Linked DNA regions of Capra hircus: region 1 is linked to region 2. Evidence: chromatin contacts called from public Hi-C data. All regions are on one chromosome and are shown on one strand. Each heading gives the region's core, a stretch centred on a gene start, on an enhancer-like site or on the middle of the called end of the contact. The rest is flanking DNA. Distances are from core to core; before and after follow the strand shown.

The links. A called contact is a pair of places that touch in the nucleus more often than the background predicts.
Region 1: a contact with region 2 is called in a Hi-C map of liver, with 5 times the contacts expected there. The contact joins two enhancer-like sites.

What each region holds. Positions count from the first base shown.
Region 1 is chr28:18,523,531-18,528,455 of ARS1.2, forward strand. No RefSeq gene overlaps it. Among named protein-coding and RNA genes, the nearest start is that of PCBD1, 33 kb to the right of the region's middle. Within about 2 kb of position 3,006, at least 1 of the 5 cell types and tissues checked has an H3K27ac peak or open chromatin away from gene starts, as enhancers often do.
Region 2 is chr28:18,191,271-18,195,924 of ARS1.2, forward strand. It overlaps UNC5B (netrin receptor UNC5B), which reads right to left. Exons shown (of 17, transcript XM_018042461.1): 3 at 335-478. Among named protein-coding and RNA genes, the nearest start is that of SLC29A3, 29 kb to the left of the region's middle. Within about 2 kb of position 2,706, at least 1 of the 5 cell types and tissues checked has an H3K27ac peak or open chromatin away from gene starts, as enhancers often do.

The sequences.
Region 1 (4,925 bases), core at 1,756-4,255, 330 kb after region 2:
GAGGAGCAGGCCAGAGGTGGAAGTGCCTGCTGCCAAGAGTGGAGAGTCAGGCAAGAAAAAAGAACTTGCTGACCTTCAGGCCTTTGGAGGTGGTCAGCGTTTTATACAGAGGGCCACCAGGAGCTCATCTTCTGGAGGAACTGGAGGTAAAGATGGGCAGGCCCATCCTTCAGGACCTTGAACCCCCTCATAGAGGATTGCCCACCCATTCTTAACTCTGGCCAAACAGGGGCAATAATGGGTGAATGAGAACAGAAACACTAAGTGTGAAGATGGTGATTTCGGAGCAAAATTCCCACCATATACACAAGGCTCAGAGAGCCTGCCTGTCCACAGACCCCAGGTGCCACCCTGTCCTGCACAACTGGTAAGATAGAGACCCCTGGGCAGCCCCAGCCAGCCCAGACAACATGAGAAAAGGGTCTTGCTGTGACCTCGATGGCAGTGCTGGCCTTATCAGAGGCAAAGGATGGATTGAAGGACCTCAGCCAGGAATGGGCCTGTCTCTTACATGAACTGGAGTGTTTCGAGGCCCACCTATCCCAGGAAGTGACCTGGGATTGCCAAAAGGGCGCCCAGCGAGTGAGGGAGCAGTTTTCAAGGAACTGAAAAGGAAGAAAGGCATTGTGAGGAATCAGGGAGAGCTTCCTGGAGGAGGGGATGGGGAGAGAGTCTTGCACAGAGAGGGAGAGACAGAAGCAAAGCAGCAATAGGTTCAGGAACTGCAAGCTGCAGGAGGGCAGGGGAGGCACCTGTCTGCTGTGCACAGCACCCACCCTCCAGAGGGACTCAGGAACTAGGTATTAAAGGAGGGTCGGAATGAGTGGGCTTGACTGGAGGGAGGCAGGAGACAGATGCGCCCAGTGGGAAAGATGGCTGAGGGGCACCCCTAACTCGGGGTGTGGGCAGCACTCTGGGGTCAGCACTGGCCTTCTCAGTGGTACTGGGGGCACTGATGCTGTTGTCACTGTATCTGTCAGGCATGATATAGTTGCATCCATAGGGCACGCATGCTGGAGGAAACTCTCCCAGCAGGCCCAGCAGACCCCCCAGAAAGCAGTCCTTCAGTCTGCGGCAGAAGGGAGGTCACCAGGGGCTGGGAGTGGTGGGGGATCTAGTGGCCCTCACCTCAGTGCCCTGGGGAAGCAGCAGAAGATGGACCGAGGACTAGAGGGAGGTCACGTGGACAGGGGTTCTGAGAGGCGCCACAGAGTCTGGGCTGATGATCCTCCATCCCCGAAAGCCATGGGCGGCCAGGGATGCGTTGGCTGACACAGAGCTGTGCGTGAATGCCCCTCGAAGGAGGGGTTCCCGGTGAGGCTGGGAGTGGAGTCAAGTCTGTTTACTGATTTATTGGTTGCACTAGCTCTTTGTTGCTCTGCACGGGCTTTCTCTAGTTGTGGCTAGATGGGGTTACTCCTCATTGCAGCGTGCAGGCATCTCACTGTGGTGGCTTCCCTTGTGCGGAGCACAGGCTCTGGGCACACGGGTTTCAGTGGTTACAACACATGGGCTCAGCTGCCTCGCGGCATGTGGGATCCTCCCAGACTAGGGATCTGCCCCCTGCACTGACAGGCGGATTCCTGGCCAGTGCACCACCAGGGAAGTCCCTGGAGTCGTCTTAAATGAGGTCCCTGCCTTTCTTCTTCAGGAAGAGTCAGCAAGGGCAGGGAGCCTTTCTCTTGTCTGGCTTCCTCCCCAGAACCCACAGAGGCCCCATTGTCCCTCACCCGGCCAGCCCAGTCTTGCCTGCCCTACGAAGGAGCTGTTTGTGCCTCCCTTTCCCCAACAAGTCCAGGAGGAGAGGCTGGTTCTGGGCCTCCTGAGCCGCTTTGAGGTGCTCGCTCACAACGGAGCTCCAAGTTCATTGCTAACCTCTGGTTGTTCTCATTTATAAGAAGGAAAACTGAGGGCCTGTTTCCCACCCCTGAAAACATAAGAGGACATCAGGACCAGAGCTCCAAATTTTGCCCTTGTCTCCAGCAGAGGAGCAGGGACTCCCTCAGGTCCTGTGGATTAGTCTGGAACAATTCCCCACGGTAGCCAGAACCTACAGCTTCACTCAGAATATGTGTGTCAGCCCAGGCTAGCCTAGAACTCTCTCCCAGCTTAGCCCAGACCCACCCATTAACCCAGAACATGCACATTAGCCTGGGTTAACCCAGAAAAGGATGGTTATCCCAGAGTACTTGGGTTGGCTTGGAACACCAGTTAGCCTAGGACAGCCCAGAATCAAGGGTCAGTTCAGGACATACAAGTTAGCCCAGGTTAGTCCACAACACACAGACTTCCTTGGCACTTGCAGGGTAGATTTAAAAAATTGAATGGTCCAATAGAATGATTTTTTTTTAATTTTTTAAACCTTTCTTCAAATCATAAAGTGGAGCTGTGTGCCTGAGGAGGATGGGGCCAGGCAGTGGTATGCTGGTAAATAGGAAACTTGGTATCCAGGGAACCACTCTGCCTTGAAGCATTTCCCTGTTTCCATCAATACTCCCGCCGTGGCTAATTTCAGGCCACCAACCCCTAAGCGCTGACTGTGGAGTTGAGAAAAGATGTCAGGATGCCAACAGTTGTGTCCACAAGCCAGACGAGCAGCACCTCACCACACCTTCCCCTCAGCACCCCCATCTTCTCTGGGAGCCCCAGGACACTAAGGATCTCCTTGCAGGGGCACCCAGGGCCAAGACGCAGAGGACATCCTCTGCTTAGGGATTCACTAGGTGACATCAGGCCTCTGAAACCTGAGCAGAACCTGGAAAAATGCCTCCTGGCCCCTGGCAAGCATGAGGCAGGTGGGAAGTGGAGTCAATGGGGAGATCTGGCCTAGAATTTCCCACGTGACATGGGCCAAGTCCTGTCTGCCCTCTGGGTCTCAGTCTTCCATCCGTACAAAGAAACTGTGGCCTCTAAGAAGCCCCACCCTGACGTTGACTCTGGAAGCCAGCCAAGCTCGCCTCTGCCACTTCCCACCTCGCCCCCTCCCCGGGCCTGGCACCTGGCCCTCAGCAGGCCGCGGCCCAGGCACTGAGTCAAGTTTCCTCAACTCCGAGCACACCTGTCCTCAGCCAGCTCCATCCGAGGGAGTGTGTGCCCCACACAGCAGCCCTGCACCGTGCCCGGCCCCATCAATGGTGATGCTCCAGATAGGAGGGGCTCCTCACAAGCACCGAGCGGGTTGAAAGGGCCCAACCTATGTTTTTATATTTTAATTCCTTTAATTGAAATTATGAAATGTTTTCAACATTCAGAAAAGGACATTTAGCCACCACCTGGATGTAACCGGTGTCAGCGTCCAGCCAGGTTGCCCCTGTCGGGACCTGCCTCAGGTGTCCCCTCCCTCCTCATACGCACTGCAGTGGGGGTGGGGGGCAGTGCCTGACATCTCCCCTCCCAGGCAGAGCCTCCCTGGGGGCAGGAGCGGCTTCTCTATGTCTCTGCATTGCGCTCCTGTCACAGGCTCATCTGACATCTCATCTGCCCTATAACCACCCCGTGAGACACAGGCGATGAAAGCTTTATTTATTCTCCCCATTTCACAGAAGAGGAAGCTGAGGCATAGAAGAGATTCACCTGATAGCACACAGCATATTGGCACCAGGTCAGCACTAGACCCAAGTCCGTCCCTGAAACAAATATTCTCTTCCCCTGGGCACCCTCTCCTGTTCCTATCCCCTCAGGGCCTCCAGGAGGGGCCATTCATAACCATACTGTATCTGTAACTGTAAACTGGGACCTTTGCAGGCAGATTGGGCTCTGCCTCCATCCTATCACCGAAAACCTGCCACAAGAGCTGATTGAGAACCAGCCTCGAGTGAGGTATGGGGCGACTGTGACACAGAAGACACCACCCTGCCCCAGACGTGCACAGAGAAGCCAGGTGCCCCTTGACTTGCTTTCCAACGGGCTATGTGCTCTGGGGCATACAAAACACAGGGGTTATATGGAGCAGGAAGAGCCAACTTCCCAGAGCTGGTGGAGTTTGCTTTAGCTCTTGAAAGAGCAAGCCCCAGTAAGGCAGAGAAGAGGGGGAGACTCCACCTGGCAGAAAGCACCCTGTATTCAAAGGCTCAGTGGTGACAAAGTGAGGGGTTCTGAGAGGATGGGAAAGGAAGTGACAAAGATAGAAAAGCGCATTTCCCGCTCGTATATCCAACAGATTAATCAAATCTGCTATACATTTCACAAGGAACAAGAAACAAATATCTCGATCAAGAAAAAACAGATAAACCAACTTAGAAAACACTCATAAAAGACTCACACAGTATACAAAAGATGACCTCTGGCTGCACAACAAGCGCATGAAAAGTTTTTAACTTCATCAGTCATTAGGGACATGCAAATCAAAATCACAATGAGATACCATTATTCTCCCACCAGAATGTCTAAAATTAAAAAGGAATGGTAACCCCCAAGGTTGACAAGAATGTGGAGTTACCAAGAGGCTCATATGTTACTGGTGGGAGTGTTAATTGGTTCAACCACTTGGGACATTGTTTGGCAATGTTTACTGAGACTAAGCACATGCCTGTGTGATGATCTAACTTCCACTCACAGGTATTTACCCAAGAGAAATGAAAGCCAGTGACCGCCAAGAATGCGCACAAAAATGGTCGTCACAGCTAAAGACTGAAAACAACTCTAACATCCAACTACTGAAGAGAGGGGAATTAACTGATGGCACCTTCCTTCAGCAAAATACTACGCAGCAATGAAAAAGAAGAAATTCCCAACACAGGCAACTGGGTGCATGGCTCTCACAGATGGTGCTGAAAGAAAGGGAGACAGAATGAGTATATGCTATGTGGGCCCGTTTAAATAAAACTGAAGGGTGGATGAAATTAACTCTGGGGATTAAAGTCTGAATACTGGTTACCTCTGGGGAGATTATTGGTTGGAAAGGGGCACGGGTGAATGTGCTGGGC
Region 2 (4,654 bases), core at 1,456-3,955:
TTCACCAGGACTCCGGGCCTTTATCAGGGGAATCTCTTCTCCAAGATAGGGGCCTTACCAGGTAGACTGAGGGGAACCAAGTTCCCGCCCTAACTCTGGGATCCTATGCACATGATGACTAGGGAAGCTGATGGCTTTGTTATATAAATAAGTAGGCAAAAAAGGGTCATTAGAAATTCTGGCCAAAGGTGGCACAGGCTCTGGGTCTTGGAGCCTTCCTCTAAGCTGGTGGCCCCCGTGCCCTCATGTCTGTGTGTAGAACTCTCCCTCCAGGATCCACGGGGAAAGGGGAGAGGGCCCAAGGGAGCGGGGTCGGGGCGTCTGGGCAGCGTACATGCGATGCGGACGTAGGCCCGGCGACTCTTGGTGGTGCCCGCAGAGCTCCAGGCTACGCACTGGCACCAGTAGTCCTCCAGCCCGAACAGCTCCTCTACCTGCTGCCGCGACACCTCGATCTGCACCTCTCGCACCTGCAGGCCTGGGAGGAGGAGAGAGGCGTGGTGGGCGGGGGGCAGGCCTGGGAGGAGGAGAGAGGCGCGGGCGGGGGGCAGGCCTGGGAGGAGGAGAGAGATGCGGTGGGGGGCAGGCCTGGGAGGAGGAGAGAGATGCGGGGGTGGGGTGGGCGGGGGCAGGTCTGAGGGCAGGAGACACAGGATGTGGGACCATGACATCTCACTCCCTACCCTCCAGTCCTGGGGGCTCCTCTCCCACTGCCTCCTGTTTCCCTTTTTCTCATCTCTTCTGCTTCGAGCCCGGCCCAAGCCACCACCACAGCTCCCCTGGAAACTCAATAATGGCTAACCCAAGCCCTCTGCCCTCATCAGTCCACTTGCCACCCTGCAGACAGCGCGTGCTCTCTGAAAGGTCCAAGTGGCATGCCGCTCCCCTGCTACGTCCCTGCCATCCCAGTGTAAAGACCCAGACCCTCCGTGCGGCCTCCAGGCCCTGTACGATCTATCCACTGCAGCCTCATTGGGCGTCTTTGAGGCCCTCATGCTCCCCCAGCCTCCCTAGTCACAGAGCCTTTGCTCATCCAGTCCCTTGCCTGAGACTCTTCCTCTGTCCTTTCTGTGTCCAGTGAACTCCCAGTGAGCATCTGCTTTGGGCTAGGTCTCACTTTGGAGGGAAGCCCCTCAATGCTGGCCCACCCCCACCAGCTCTCAGAGAACCACTCAGCACTCCCATGGGTGCACTGGACACTGGTCTCTGCAGTTACCATTCCCCACCCAGCCCGACTCCTCATGGCACTGCCATGGTCTGAAACTATACTATGTATTGCCATGTTCAGGCATTAACTGTAACTCCTGCAGGAGAATGAGGTGGGGCTTTGCCCTGTTCACTGCTGTGGCCCAGGGTCTGGGACAGTCAGCAAGCTCAACCAATATGAGGTAAGCGTGTGGTCTCTGGTCACTGCTCAGGAGACTGCAGGGCTGAAGCTAAGAGGAGGCCCCTTTTCTCAAAGGCTCCTTGTTGGGGCCCGAGGGGTTCCCTGGATAACTGGATCCACCGGCACACACAAAAGGAATCATTTACTCTTTTGCCATCGCTCCCTCAATGACAAAATGCTCTATGTTCAAGTAAGGGATGAAGCCTCCTGGATGAGGGTGTCCATCTGAAGCTCCTCCCAAAGCTTGTGAAAGAAGTGAGACTGCCTCCTCCAGGAAGCCCTCCCTGACTGCCCTGTCTCTCCTCCTTGACATCAGGTATCTCAGTTCATCCTCTCCTGGTTGCACGTGGGTTCTGATAAGCCCCTCGAGGGCAGGAATGTTGAGTGTACACCTTGTGGAACTACGGCATGCTGGTTAGGTGGAGGACTGGATGGGTTCTTGACAGGTTTGAAGCCTAGCCCCACCCTCACTCCCCATCTGTGTGACCTTAGCTAAGTTATGGATACTTAGCCTCTCTGAACCTTGGTTCCCTCATCAGAGTAAAACACTCAAGGTAAATTCTAAATGAGTCATGGCAATTACAGTACCCAGACCAGGCTGGACACACATCTACTCTGGCAGCCCATATGGATCTCATTCAGTTCTAGGGAGAAACTGAAACGCAGAGATGGTAGGTGGCAGGCCCAAAGTCCCACAGCAAGTTGCCAGCAAAGCTGAGATCAGCTACTAGGCATCTTGCCCCAGTTAGAGCTCTGCCTGGTAATAAATGACACCTCTCTGGACCTCTCCCAATGAAATCACTGCCTTAACTCTCCTGCATCCTAAGGGAGGGGGGCCCTTACACTGGGAGCTGAGGCAGTAAGGAATCCCCTCCTGATGGCAGGGGATCTAAATTGGGGGTGGGGGCTGGGAGTTTGCTAGCAGGGAGCACCAGGAGGGAAGAGGCTTCTTGCAGAGGGCTTTCCGGGGGGTCAGGGGGAGCGGTGCCTGGCCCACAGGCAGCCACTGCTACCTGGAGTGCTTGCTTCCAAGAGATGCTGCATGGTCTGGGGTAGGAGAGTGGGGCCCCGCCCTTTACTTACCAGGCTGGGAGCCTGGAGGAATGGCCTTTCTCAAAGGGGCCATCCATCCAGGTTTCAGGAGCACCCAAGAATTGGACAGACAAACCACCACCCAGTAGGGCTGGACACCTTGGCAGTGGTCACCAGCAGGAAGACAGGAGGCCAGGGGCCTTCAGTCTTCTGGACTTGGGCCCCAGGTGAGGTGTCCCCCAGCACGACAGGCAGTGCCTGACCTGACACCCAGGGTTGGGCTGCCTGCCTCGATCTGGCATGAGCTACTGGGTGGGCTTGCCCTGCCTCTGTTGGCCCCCTCTGTCATCCTCTGTGTTTCCAGGGCTTCAGGGAGGGCCAAGGAGGGCCAGGGGCAGGAGCAGGAGGAATCAGCCACAGTGCTGCCAAGGGTGTGGCCTGCTGGACCATTGTCCATTCTTTGTAGCTAATGGGGACAACGGTGCCTTGATTTCTAGGATGGGCAGGGCTTGTGTGCCTGGTAGCAGAGGACTAAGAGCCACCCTGTTGCCAGTAGTCACAGGGTCTGTGAGGGGCCTTCAGGGCCAGAGGGGGTCAGGGGGACAGAGAAGTAACAACAAGTTTCCAGAGGAAAGAGGCAAACAAAAACCCAGAAGGAAGATGGAGGAAATGGGCATTTATTAAGCACCTGCCGAGTCCCGGCAGTGTGCTCAATGCTGTGTAGGCACCACCTTGCTCCGTCCTCACTAGGGCCTTCTGTTAATATCCCAGTTTATAAGGAGAGGAACTGAGGCATAGAGAGGTTGAATGACTTCCTCAGGGTCACACAGCCAGAGCATGGAGGCAGCTGGGATACAGGTTATTTTTTCCTTTTAAAAATTCTTCTTTTAAGATTTTGGGTGAGAATGGGATTCCAAATCTAACTTTTTAAATTCTTGAGATTCTTTAAAAAATTTTGGTGAAATATACATAAACCTACAACTTACCATTTTAACCAATTTTTAGGATATAGTGTTGGGTGGCATGAAGTACCTTCTGGGGTATGATTTTGAACCTGAATGGTTCTGAAATCTGTCAGCTTTTCATAGAAAAATAGAAGTTGAAGAAGGAGAGAGAATGAAAGAGAGTATGTCAGGGGAGAGACACTAGAATGAAAAAGAGAGACACACAAGAAAAGAGAGACGTAAAGAAAAAAGACAATATACAAAATACAGAACTGATGAGAATCTACAGTATAGCTCAGGGAACTCTACTCAATGTTCTGTGGTGACCTAAATGGGAAGGAAATCCGAAAAAGAGGGGATATATGTATACATGTAACTATCCACTTTGCTACAGCAGAAACTAAGACAACATTATAAAGCAACTATACTCCACTAAAAGTTAGTTAAAAGAAAAAAGGAGAAAAGGCAGACACAAAAAGGAGACAGGGATGAGAAGGGAGAGGCAGAGAGACAGCAGGAAGGAGGGAAGGGATGAATGAGGAGGAGAAAGAAAAGATCAGGGAAGAGAGGTTAAAAATGAAATCAAAGACAAGGCAGGCTCTGGGGTGAAGGAACCACCTGGAGGCTGGGGTTGGCTGGCATTGCATAAAGCTGGCCGCCCACAGGCAACCAGAGTGGATGGCCCGCGTTGCTGGCCTGAGTCTAGGAAAGGCTTTCTACCCTCAAGGGTCCTGTACTGTAAATAGGGGCTGGGCTCATGAGATGAGAGGAACCTGGGGCTCTGCCTCCTGCCCGGAGCTGGGGGTTGCCCGGGGAGCCGCACACACCTCACTTTTCCTCCTCGTTTCCCACGCTTCTGTCACCCTCCTTTCCTGCAGGACTCGGGTGACATCCTAGCACCACCTCTATGGTTATTTACGTAGTATTATTAAGCTGGGTTTTTTTTTTAATTTGTTTATTGAAGGATAATTGCTTTACAGAATTTTGTTCTTTTCTGTCGAACCTCAACATGAATCAGCCATAGGTATACGTATATCCCCTCTTTTTTGAAGCTCCCTCGCATCTCCCGTCCCATCCCACCCCTCTAGGTTGATACACAGCCCCTGTTTGAGTTTGCTGAGCCATACAGCAAATTCCCGTGGCCATCTATTTTACATATGGTAATGTAAATTTCCATGTTACTCTTTCCATACATCTCACCCTCTCCTCCCCTCTTTCCAATTCCATGAGTCTATTCTCTATGTCTGTTTCTCCACTGCTGCCCTGTAAATAAATTCTTCAGTACCATTTT